3 separate regions of the Mus musculus genome follow, and all the other regions are linked to region 3. Evidence: chromatin contacts called from public HiChIP or PLAC-seq and promoter capture Hi-C data. All regions are on one chromosome and are shown on one strand. The core of a region is the stretch at or near the end of the contact, and the rest is flanking DNA. Distances in the headings are between cores, read along the strand shown.

Region 1 (4,161 bases), core at 1,048-3,547, 650 kb after region 3:
TTGTTTCACTCACATATAGACACAGCTTATTCTATGATCTACCAGCAGACAGCTTCCTAGTGGACACTGTGGCTGTGGCCATGATGGCTATCAAAAACAACTGAATACTTATGAGAGAACATTGGTTCTAGGTCTAATCGAAATTCACATGAGGTGAATTTAAACATGTAACAGAGGCTGCCATGAGGGAGGTATGAGAGAGAATAGGTTTTATTGAAAGGATAGAGGAACCGAATTGTAGACGTTCCCCTCATCAACACCAAATTTAACCAAGCACCAAATACAATAAAAACAAATGCACTGAAACATAAACTAAAATTTAGAATTTACTGTATTATTACAGTAAAAATACAGAAATAGATCAAAAATAAAGTCATTGACCACCACTAGATATTAGTAGGCCATAGATATTCTGAAAATTTTATAAAGACACATTATCAAGAACCCATATTTCCTTATATGACCTATATTTCAGAATAATTTGTAACTGACTGCATTTTGGGTTTTTGTTTGTTTGTTTGAATGATTAATATAATGTCTTTCCATATACCCATTCTGGCTTCTAATTGGTCATTCTCCTGCCTCAGCCTCCTGAGGGCAGGGATAACATGTATGTGCCACCACAGCCATCAACAAGATTCATTTTTATAAAAGAACTGTAGCCGTAAATTAAGGACAAATGCAAACCTTTTGAAATATCATTTTAAGTCAAATAGTACAATGGGTCTAAGCAATCTACATAACATTTGATATCGTTTTCCTAGACTTCTCACTTGGCCAACTTTCTGGCCACTGTTTGTCTCCAGCTTCTCTGGCTGCCTCTCTCTGTATAGTCTGAATCCAGCTCTCCTTCTCTCCTGCCTTGTGCCCTGTACTCTCCATACCTACACAGTGCAGGCCTCCAAATGCACCTTCCTGTGTCTCCATAATGCAGCCTTCCAAACGCCCTTGTAATAATCCAGACTCCACACACTCAAGAATATGTCCCCACATAAAGAATTCATCACTTGGAAGTAACTGTTCAAGCTTACTTCTTAATTCTTTCAATAAATTCTCATGGATTAAATGTATATATCATATATCCCATTTTATATATGATACATGATATATGATATTCAGTATATAAAATTTAATGTTTACTATTTAATTATATCATGTATATATCATAGATCATACATTATATAATATGCATGTATGTTATTATATAATATATTTAATATAATATTATGTGTATTAAATAATATATGACATTATTATGTATATTATTGTATTATGTATATTATTATGTAGTATATTTATATATTTTTGTAAGTTACATGTTATGTTTTACATGTTGCATGTTGCATATTGTATGTTATATGTTGTATTTGTGTATATGTTACATGTTCTATATTATATTTTATTATATATATAAAATATACATGATGTCTTTACACTGATCTCACTATCTCTAACAGTGCTGAACTGTGGCAACTGCCTCTTCATTCCTCATTCCCTCCAAGCTAGAAGCACTAATATATGGCACATCCTTTTTATCAGGTGCATCCCTGACTAAAGCTTTCAACAGGTTATTTCCTTTCACAGCAAATATTACTCAGTTGCCTGGTGTTTAGTCCCAAATGCAGCCCCACCCTTCCACCCAGGGCATCATTTTCCTTACATCTCACTTGCATCTCATGTGGTGCTTTTTCTCTTCTTCTCTTCACGTACAGTATCTTCTTTCCTCAGGACATTTTTTCCACTGATGCTGCTTAGCCAAGGCCAAGTCCATTTCCTGCATAAAGCCTCTCTGAATTACACTTGTTTCCAATTATCGACCTCTGCTCTAAAACCCCAAAGCATCAATTCAGAGTTCCATTTCTGACACACTGTCCTTTGTGTTTTTCTTAGACCTGTTGTTGTCAATCTTAAACTGCACTCTTCTGCATGCATCCAAACTGTGGCCTATGAGTGACATCAGAGTGTAAGTGTCAAGAGACACCACAGAACACGAGGAAAACATTTTCTCAGGGGTTCTGTAAGTACCTTTTCAATTATAAGCAAGAGAAATAAATCCAAGTAAAATAGGATTTTGAGAATGGAAAACAGCCTTGTCTCTGGAATGTAAGGGATCTAGTACTGCCATCAGTTCATGGCTCATTAGCCTCTGTGTCCCAGATAGGCATTTCCCATATCTGAGGAGAGATAACCACAGGTATCACATAGCTATCTGTCCTTGAGCAATGGCTCAAGAATGGGAGAAAGACATTCCTTTCTAACGCTGGGGATACAACTTTCCCTGTAATTGGTTAGAAACCCACTCCTAGACCAATTGCCACATTACTATGCTTAGAGTTTGTAAGTGTCAGGTATGAACCATAATCTTCTGTGCTAGGTGTTTAAAGTGCAGTGCTGTTGAAAAAGGAGAAAACCTGGATTCTTGTACATCGTATAGGCTTCCATCTAGTGCATGTATTCTTAGAAATGGCTACTTCCAATGCATACAATAACCATGCTGAAAGTTTGTAAAGAAACCTCTATGTAGGTTGTCATCGTGGTGTTTCTTCATCTTTGGATAAATTTTCATGTATCAAGGAGGAGATAGAATCCAGGCAGCTACAGGAGCCAGCCAGCTTCCCCCACTGTGTTACCGTGATGAGTCTAGATGACAGTGAGGCCCTGCAACTTCTGACAGCTTCTTCAGCTTGGGGTGCATTGGATGCATCCTTGTCAGAGTGTGAACAGCTGCCATGACCTTTCTGCATGTATGCCTCACATGCCTATTTACTTTCCTTCAGAAAAAAAAATTTCTCTTGTTTTCAATTTTCTTTATGCTTACTAATGAAGCTGGAAAAACATATGGTATGAACTTATGAAATGTGACTACTCAGGCATTGCAGTATAAAAAGGGTTAAAACAACCTCCTGAAATTATTACAAGTCCCAAATTCCAAAAGCCAAGTTTTGGCTCATTTTCAAGAATAAGGCCTTGATTTCTCTATGATAAAATCATTCATATGACCACATAAGCCAAATGCTTTAATTTAAACAACAACAACAACAACAAAAAACCCCATGACTATATAGGATTTAAAATACCCTGGAAATATTTTAGCATAATTGGAATCCTGGACAAATTTTATGGTATTTCCTGTACCTTTTCAGAATTCATGAGAATTTCAGAACTATGAGAATTCATAGTTCACAATGCAGAATACAGTTGGGTGCTTCCTGGACTCTGAGCATATTATTGTAGAGAAATCAAATAAATAAAAAAATATTTTCCTGAAAAGTTTTTTCCTTATAAAATTTCAGAGGAATTAGCCTCATGAAAAGCAGAAGTCATTCTCTCCTGCTAAACTCACAACTGGAGTTTCCAGAGCTGAACTGACGTCTGTAATAAAGATTAGTGTTTATTTCGTAGGTGACATGTTTATACTTTGATCGTTAAAAACATGTCTACATTAAACAGCCAGGACCTGATTGGGCTTCCTATTAAAATGGAGGCAATAACCTTAGCTTCCTTAAATCACCTCTCCCCATGCTCACACCACTGCTGAGGCGCAGATACTCTCACTTTGCTCTTCTAACTTTTGATTTCCATGACCAGGGTCAGCAGTTATGTGAGCCATTGGGCTCTGGGGCTGATGCTACTGTTTAAAACTCAGCCCCATTGGCATGACTCAATTCAAGGTTGTAGTGGGGACAAGCACTTCTCCCTTCTAGATTCAATGATGACTCTATGACCTTATGACCTGGATCCTCAGGAGATCAAGCCTTGGCCACACTGAAGAAAGGTCTGTTTTGTGGCATGTGGTTTCCTTCCTGGGTTTGGGTTTTAGGTTACAGTCTCAAATTTCAATGTGAGATGTCACTCCTGCACCTTGGGGAGGATGTGGTGTGTGGTGCATGTAAAAGGAAGAGATAAAACTCTTCTAACCAAAACGGTGTCACCAATAACATAGGATTAATTACAAAAGGGGTACAGTGAGAAATGGACAAGGTATTCGGCTAATGAAACTCAGCGTGTTATTTTATTCATAAATAGCACACAATGGGTAGAACTTAGCATGCTATTTTATTAGTAAATAATACACAAAGAGTAAAATTTACCTGCAGGATTTGGAAGAGTTGCCAAGATGGTATTAATGTAATGATCCCCCCCCCTCACACACACACACAC
Region 2 (4,058 bases), core at 1,094-3,593, 530 kb after region 3:
ATAATTTTGGAAATGACTCTCAAAACAAATTCCATAAAAATAAAACATTTCCAAGTGGTGTTTCATAAAAATTTAAAAAACCAAAACTGTAGTCTTTAACAAAAGTTAAGATAAAGAAAACTCCAAACTATATTTTAGGTAACAGTATTTGTAAGCCACATGCCTGGTCAAGGGTCTGTGTTTCCCAGAACCTCTATGGAATACGGGTAAGTATGATTTGGGGATCTGCCTACCTGGGTGGAACATTACCACCTATCACTGTATAATGCTTTATTACTACCTATCACTATATAATACTTTGCACCTTTCTAGTATCTACAGGCTTCAATTTTCATATTTAAAAAAATAAACTTTATATTGACCCCCTCAAAGAAGTATTGCAAAGATTAAGCGAGTTGAATTAATATAAGACTCATAGATTAAGCTGATATGAAGGAATGCTAAGAAATCTGGGCAAGAAGAAGGCAAGAGTAAAGAGAGAAAGAGGAAAACACATATACACATGGAGAGGGTGCTGATGCAGAGAAATACAGAGGCAGAGAAAGAGACAGAGACATACAGAGACAAAAGAGAGGAAGACACACATATACACATAAGACAGGGGGCAGAGATAGATGGAAACAGAGGTAGAGACATAGACAGAGGCAGAGACAGATAGAGAAAGAGATAAAAGAAAGGTAGACACATATACAGAAAGGGAGGCAGAGGCAAAAACACAGAGACAGAGTCAGAGACAAAAGAGAGAAAGACACACATACACATGGGGTGGGGAACAGAGGCAGAGACAGAGACGGAGAGATGGGAAAAAAAAACAAAAAACAAAACAAAACAAAAAAAAAAAACCCAGACCTACAAGGATTTAACTTCATAGTGTGGAAGTGATTTGGAGTGTGACCCCTTCTGACATTCTACTATTGAGCAATCACTCGTGGGTTTCACTTCTCAGAAAAACACAGGTGAGAAAAACAATTATGCTCACATACAGAATACAGAAGTAAACTGTAGATCAAAGAGGTATATTTTTTGAACTTAAAAAATGATGATGCATTTATCCTATTTTACTTCAGTGCTACAGTTCTGGGTAGCTGGGAAATCGTGAAGGTTCAGTCTTCTCTGAACCCAAGCTGCAGGGCAGTGAGTCCCACTGCAGGCTGCAGAGGGTGTTGGGCCAATTTCAAGGAAGTAAGAGGTAGTATGGAGAAAGATGTTCATGCAGGATCTTGTGTACATCTGCCTGATATTGTGTGGCTGCCAAGGGTTTCACATCTGGCAATCCTGGCTCAAAATAAGGATCACCTCACCTACTTCACTAGAACCTTTTCTCCCAACCTATCCTATACCTACCACACTCTTATTTCTTATAGGTCTACTTGACAAAGGCTTAGTGGGCATAATGCAAAAAAAAAAAAAAATATCAGACACTAGGAAAATCCCTAATCTGTGAATATCTTATTCATCTTGAAAAACAGATATTTAAAAATCTCAAATTCAATGTAGCCTTGGCTTGCTTTGGGGCTATAGGATGCTGTGCTTTTGTCAGTGTTTATAGTGGTCTAGACACAAGGATGGTGGGTTTATGGCTCACACATGCAAAGGAAGTACTCCTCTCCAACATACACACTGTCTAGACAAAGAAGGAAGAATTCAGCAGCCAGCTTGTTTCTGCTAGGCAGTCTTTGATCAGCAGAAACTGTCCTGCAGATGACATCAGGATTGTTGTGGCTAAGGCCAGCAGTGAGAATGGCAAACCAACACATTCCGTTAGCTTAGATTTGCCGCTGTGTATTCCTGGACTCGTTTATAACTTCTGCACAAATGTTTCTCACTTGTTTGTCAAGCTAACAAATATCTATGAAGCTCCCAGCAAGTAGCAAACACCACTATGCAATAATTCAAAAGACAGTTCCACCACCAAGGACCTCATGGCTTATGACTGATTTTTAAAGGGCAAGATCTCTCCTGAGGGATTTAAAGTTAGTTAGGACATGGGTCTTGTGATGGAAATTAACACCATGTTAAGCTTCACTTAAGTTTTGTATTTTGTTGTTACTGTTATTCCATCTCAGACCCTCAAAGAAATGCTAGCAACTCTTGCAGATGGAGAGGTCTGCTTGCTCCACTCTGTCTAGTCTGTATTTGGGAAAGGCACACCATACAGAAGATGGAGAAGTCACCTGGCATACCAGCATACCAGTTCCTGCAGAGCCTTCCCACCTCCTATGCATAAAATGCTCAGAAGCCTGTCCAGCTTGCAATGGCCTGCCTCTCCTTATTTGGGTATGGGGAGTGAAGTCAGCATAGTAGTGTCTCTGGTATTTCTAGTTGGCAGAGACATTGGTGAAGCCACCCCAGACCTCACACTGTATGACTATTCCCATGAAGTGACTCACTAGCCTCAGAATGCATTGCTAACACTGAGGTCAGCTTCGGAGCCATCAGCAGCACTCTGCAAGGGAGACAGCCTGTAGGAGATGAATTCTTCAAAGATAAGAGTGAATCTTTCCAGTCATTCATAATAAAGAAGGGCAGCTTCTAAGTGTATTAGATTTTCCCCACAAATTTATGAATGAAACCGGATTAGCCAGTTTACCCAAAGTCATATTGACTCTAAAGGTTTAAATAAAAGAATTTGTTTTTCCTGCTAGGATATAAATAGGCTTATAGGAAAGTAGTAAACGGACTTCTATTTCTATTATTTATAGGATGGAGTTAACATTTTCTGAACAAAAGAAAGAAGAATTGATAAGCTTCTTGAGTTGCCAGCCTGAGGTAGGGTATGAACTAGCCACGAGAAGAAACGGAAGCTGCCAAACTTTCAATCCCCACTTCCTTCTTGATGGTTGAGGATGTTCATGCTCATTAAGAAGGACCAACAATTAAAGGCCCCAAAATTATTAATTGAAGAAGAAGCAATCACATACTGACAAGGATTGCTTTATTCGTAGCCAAAGCCCAGTATTTGGAACAACAAATTTTGTGTAGTATGTATACAATAAATACCCATGAGTGAACTGAATAAATTCATTTAGAGTTGTCACCTACTAGGGGATATTACAATTCAACTTATCAAACAATAGTGAAAGGCTTCAATTTTGCCTTCCTCATGATTCTTGGGTAGCCGAAGATCGTGGCAATCTCACAGGGGCTTGGACAATTTAGTAGGTAGTTTTTGGTCAAGAAGGCTTTCCAGATGAGCTTGGCATGCAAATTAGTGAAGCTCAAACAATCAACCCTTTTTGTGAATCTTAGGATGACTTTAGCATGTAAATGAAGAGTGAGTCAAAATGCATCCCAAAGGGACATGTTTAAAAATTCTAGGCCACAGCCAGGTGGTGATGGCACACGCCTTTAATCCCAGCACTTAGGAGGCAGAGGCAGGTGAATCTCTGTGAATTCAAAGCCAACATGATCTACAGAGTGAGTTCCTGGACAACCAGAGCTACACAGAGAAACCCTGTCTCAGAAAACAAGGAAAACAAAGTCTAGGCCATGAGTAAGAAAAATCTCTGAGACTCAAAATTGAGTCACGATGGGCAGAAGTAGAAATAAATAACATCTTTACTGAAGCCTTAGCTCATTTGCATTCAAGATGCAGAGGACCTCTGGATGCTTACATCCTAATTATTTGAGGACTGTGTGATTTGGTCAATGAAGTTGGAGGCTCAGTATGTAAGTAAAATAATTACTAATGAAGAGTTGGTTAAAAAAAAAACCAAAAAACAAAAAAAAAACTGTGTTTATAAGTTAGGCCTCAATATTTCTTGGCAACCAAGCCCTGGAAAAATAAATATAAATATAAATGAATTTCAAGATTTTTATTAAAAATAATTTTTGGATCTCCAAGCTTCAAGTTCTTGGCATGTAATCTATTTTATTTCAATGGTCAGCTCATTTACTCCTCATAGGAACTCTTCTTTGGAACAGGTCAGACAGCCACACAGCTGGATTCATTAAGAGTTTGTTCTCAGTTCTCTGACAACAATCCAATCTTTTTTTTTCTAAATCTCTAAATCATGAAAGGGGAATCCATGAGCTGTTTGTAGAATCTGGTGTATGTG
Region 3 (4,049 bases), core at 233-2,732:
TGAAAAACATAAACTCTTCCCTATTTACTCCCTTGTTCCCGACTGCCTTTTGTTTCCTGTCTTTTCCCACACTCTTGTTTTGGCTTCTGATAGCATTCAAACCTCAATTCTAAGCCACTTTGGAGGGTACTCTTTTTGTTGTGAATGGAGAAACTTGTGGTTCTGCAGTTTATCTGCCCAGCCCGAGGAACCACAGTGATAATTTGAAAGGGTAGAAGGAAAATGATTTTCCCTCCCCTAATATGGCAGACTTTTTCATTCAGGATTGTATTAAGATGATATAGACAGGGCCGGGCAGTAGTGGCGCACACCTTTAGTCCCAGCACTTGGGAGGCAGAGGCAGGCGGATTTCTGAGTTCAAGGCCAACCTGGTCTACAGAGTGAATTCCAGGACAGCCAGGGCTACACAGAGAAAAGAGAAACCCTGCCCCCCCCCCCAAAAAAAATGTATACAGCATTTCAAAATAGCTACCAGCGGTTAATACGGAACCATACGCGCTGGAACAAGGAAGAAGGAAAGTCTCTGAGATGGTACAACTGAACAGTAAAATCTGTAAAAACTGAACAGCCGCCTTTATTCTCCACTATACCCCACTGTGGGACCTTAGATTGACTCTGTGTACCAGGGCGGTGACATTGCTTAGTGACATTAGATCCACGCAATCTGAATCACCTAGTTGGAACAAAAAGTTATAGATGACTTCAATTGTAGAATTATAATTGGCAACAGAACACTTTTAGCGTTACTGTGGAAGCCAGCCCATATTGTTGCTAAGGAACCTCGGCCCACTTAGACCGTTAATCGTTTTTCTGAAAAAATCCACAGGATGGCGATCTTGCTTAGACTTGTTGCGTACCAAACCTTCTCCAGTCGTCAAGCCCTCGCTCCACTCCAAGGTTAAGAGCCTGGCCTCTGACAGGGGTCACTTATCAGGCGATGGGAAGAGGCTGCAGGGAGCTCAGATACTCCCACGCCACAGCAGGTCACCCGGATCTGCGACCCGGATTGTGCCTGGTTCCCTAGCTGCTCTGGCTCTGCCTGGTGCCCGGTTCCGCAAGGCCGGCCACTGAGCCTCCCGCCTGCGGTGGCGGCGGAGGTCCCCAAGCGCTCCGGGTCTCCGGGTGCCACCCCGCGGGGCTCGCTGGATGACAGGGTGTGGGGCTGCACACAGTCAGGAGGGCGGTGCCAACCCTGCGGCTCCCCCGGGCTGCTACCCCGCATCCCCGCTCCTCCAGGACCCAGACAGGGCGTCCGCCCTTGGGTTTCTGTTTCCCACGTCCAAAGTCAGGGCACGCGACGAACTGGGGGCACTTGGCGTACCGCCGCCTTCAGGCCAGGTCGAAGCCCACGACATCCAGGCGGCCACCCCGCACCTATCCACAGCGCGGACTCCGGGGCCGGTGGGTGGAGCGCTCGCCGTGACGTCACGAGGCCCCGCCCCAGCCAGCCGGCGCGTATTTAAAGCTTCGCTGCTCGCTCTTGCTCGCACAAGCGAAGCAGGACGTCAGACTAGAGAGTAGGGAGAGAGACTGGTGCTCGAGGGACAGGGCTAGCCCGGACGCTTGTCCGCGCCTCGGAGGTGGCAAGTAGGCAGTGTCGGGTGGCGAGGCAACGATGGAGCTCCTGCGGACTATCACCTACCAGCCGGCCGCCGGCACCAAGATGTGCGAGCAGGCTCTGGGCAAAGCTTGCGGCGGGGACTCAAAGAAGAAGCGACCGCAGCAGCCTTCTGAAGATGGGCAGCCCCAAGCCCAGGTGACCCCGGCGGCCCCGCACCACCATCACCACCATTCCCACTCGGGACCCGAGATCTCGCGGATTATAGTCGACCCCACGACGGGGAAGCGCTACTGCCGGGGCAAAGTGCTGGGCAAGGTGAGGAGCGGCGGACGTCAGGCTGCCGGGCGGGAGGGCGGGCTGCCCGGGCAAGCTGAGCGAGCAGGGACCCAGCGCCCGCACTTCTCGCTCCTTCAGCTGTCTGGTTCCCCGAACGATCGACGTGGGTTCCTCTCCTGCCCTCCTGGGCTTCTGTGCGCCGACAGCGCTGGGGTTCGGATTTGCATCCTTAGCCTGTTTTTCTCCCGAGTCTAAGAAGGAGGACTGAAGGCATTCTACCTTGGCCTTGGGCTCTCACTATCTGATCCCCAGGGAGCTAGCCTGTCAAATTTCTTCAGAGGGCATTTTCCTCCCTTTCCCCCTTCCACTCCCTTCTCCATAGAGTTCTTTGTAAAGGGGAAACGAGAAAACTGGACTGGTTTCTAGGAATGTGCTGCCCTTCCTGAAAAACCATTATACAAAGCAGATTGTACTGCTCTGCCCACCCTCTGTTCCTCAAATTTTGCTTCCCGTTCCCATTTACGTATTCATTTATTTTAAACGTTGGCCCTTCATTTTTTTTTTTTTTCCTTTTTTCTGTCCTGCTCAATTCCATCTCGGCTTTGTTTCCTCGCAGGGTGGATTTGCAAAGTGTTACGAAATGACAGATCTGACAAACAACAAAGTCTACGCTGCAAAAATTATTCCTCACAGCAGAGTAGCTAAACCTCATCAGAGGGAAAAGGTGGGTATGACTGTCGACTAAAGTATTTTCTTTGTGTGCAGGGATGGCCCTACCCTGTTAGAAAAAAAATGTCTTCTGCATGTGTAAGCACTGCCTTTCCAGACACGACGAGAGACTAATAAGCCTTCTCTTGCTTTTTTTATTTTTCCTTAGATCGACAAAGAAATCGAGCTTCACAGACTACTGCACCATAAGCATGTCGTGCAGTTTTACCACTACTTTGAAGACAAAGAAAACATTTACATTCTCTTGGAATACTGCAGTAGAAGGGTAAGTGTTGACTCCTGGGTCAGCGAGCTTGCCGACAGGAAGCCGGAGTGGTGTTTGGATTACATTTTATCAGCGGTTTTAGCCGTGACAGTTAATTAGTCTCCCACCATATGAGACTGCGTCGTCAGTCCAGCAAAGGGATGCCCGATCTAGGTAACTTTATTTGACAAATTCTCCTCTCTCCCCTTCTCTTCCTAGTCCATGGCTCACATCTTGAAAGCAAGAAAGGTGTTGACAGAGCCAGAAGTCCGATACTACCTCAGGCAGATTGTGTCAGGACTCAAGTATCTTCACGAACAAGAAATCTTGCACAGGGATCTCAAGCTAGGTAAGGCTTCTCCTGCAGCGACGGGGGTGGGGGTGGGGTGGGGGTGGGGGGGTGGGGGCTAGAGAGTGGGAGGTTTTCCAGTGTTGTGAATCTAGCTTTTTGAATGGGTGCCTTCACTGGAGGGTGCTGATCTCCAAGTGTGAACCTTTCCAAGGGAGTTCATGTTTCCTTTTGTTTATCTTCTAGGGAACTTTTTTATTAATGAAGCCATGGAGCTGAAGGTGGGAGACTTTGGTTTGGCAGCCAGACTGGAACCACTGGAACACAGAAGGAGGTGAGAGCCATGCTCTTCCTGGGGTTTGTGGAGACCAAATATGCCTCTATTATTAGTTAATAGAAAGTTAGTTCACACTACAATCTGCAAACCACAGCAGTGTTACTAAACGGAAACTTGTGTGCACTCTTGAGCGAGATAACTTACACCTCTAAATGGATTATTAAGGCAATCAATAAAATAAATGTTTAAATTTACTTGATATATACATACACACACATACACATGTACACACGCACACACAGGATCTGGTCTCATCTGGTTAAAAATACTTGGTCATATGGGCTGGGCAAATTGTACACACATTAAAAAATTACCAAAAGAAACTTGGTCAAATAAAAACACTAAAAAATAGTCAAGTAGAAAATGAGAAAAAAAAATTCAAGCTTTTATTTCCCATTGAGTCATCCCCAGAGAAGTAATTTTAATTGAAGTCATAGTTCCTAATGAGATCTTGCTATATTCTGTCTTCTCAGAACAATATGTGGAACCCCAAATTATCTCTCCCCCGAAGTCCTCAACAAACAAGGACACGGCTGTGAATCAGACATCTGGGCCTTAGGCTGTGTAATGTAAGTAAATGCACTAAAAAAAAAAAAAAAAAAAAAAAAAAAAG

Evidence for each region. Promoter capture Hi-C pulls out the DNA fragments that hold promoters and counts their contacts. HiChIP or PLAC-seq counts read pairs in DNA pulled down with a chosen protein or histone mark.
Region 1: a promoter capture Hi-C map of hippocampal neurons shows a contact between it and region 3, with 14 times the contacts expected there. The contact joins the enhancer-like site here to the promoter of Plk2 in region 3. A contact is called at or near these places in 12 of 39 promoter capture datasets (the 3T3-L1 cell line, 3T3-L1-derived adipocytes, the HPC-7 cell line and 6 more), 1 of 15 datasets of contacts at CTCF or cohesin (the NIH/3T3 cell line), 9 of 484 Hi-C or Micro-C datasets (the C2C12 cell line, LSK cells, Th1 cells and 5 more), 18 of 115 datasets of contacts at active chromatin or transcription factors (T-cell acute lymphoblastic leukemia, astrocytes, bone marrow-derived macrophages and 14 more) and 3 of 9 other capture datasets (adipose tissue, embryonic stem cells and liver).
Region 2: a contact with region 3 is called in an H3K4me3 HiChIP or PLAC-seq map of bone marrow-derived macrophages, with 7 times the contacts expected there. The contact joins the enhancer-like site here to the promoter of Plk2 in region 3. A contact is called at or near these places in 7 of 39 promoter capture datasets (the HPC-7 cell line, HPC-7-derived erythroid cells, cranial neural crest and 4 more), 1 of 15 datasets of contacts at CTCF or cohesin (the NIH/3T3 cell line), 17 of 484 Hi-C or Micro-C datasets (the C2C12 cell line, adipose-derived mesenchymal stem cells, bone marrow-derived macrophages and 9 more), 26 of 115 datasets of contacts at active chromatin or transcription factors (the NIH/3T3 cell line, SST interneurons, bone marrow-derived macrophages and 21 more) and 3 of 9 other capture datasets (adipose tissue, embryonic stem cells and pancreatic islet).

Annotation. Positions count from the first base shown.
Region 1 is chr13:111,040,039-111,044,199 of GRCm38.p6, forward strand. No RefSeq gene overlaps it. Among named protein-coding and RNA genes, the nearest start is that of 4930526H09Rik, 140 kb to the left of the region's middle. Within about 2 kb of position 2,298, at least 22 of the 459 cell types and tissues checked have an H3K27ac peak or open chromatin away from gene starts, as enhancers often do.
Region 2 is chr13:110,927,433-110,931,490 of GRCm38.p6, forward strand. No RefSeq gene overlaps it. Among named protein-coding and RNA genes, the nearest start is that of 4930526H09Rik, 26 kb to the left of the region's middle. Within about 2 kb of position 2,344, at least 66 of the 459 cell types and tissues checked have an H3K27ac peak or open chromatin away from gene starts, as enhancers often do. A contact at or near this core is called in the C2C12 cell line, adipose-derived mesenchymal stem cells, bone marrow-derived macrophages and 6 more, where this site is marked.
Region 3 is chr13:110,393,562-110,397,610 of GRCm38.p6, forward strand. Plk2 (polo like kinase 2) reads left to right here and starts at 1,483. Exons shown (of 14, transcript NM_152804.2): 1 at 1,483-1,876; 2 at 2,454-2,561; 3 at 2,715-2,831; 4 at 3,030-3,159; 5 at 3,346-3,433; 6 at 3,910-4,005. The coding sequence starts at 1,616.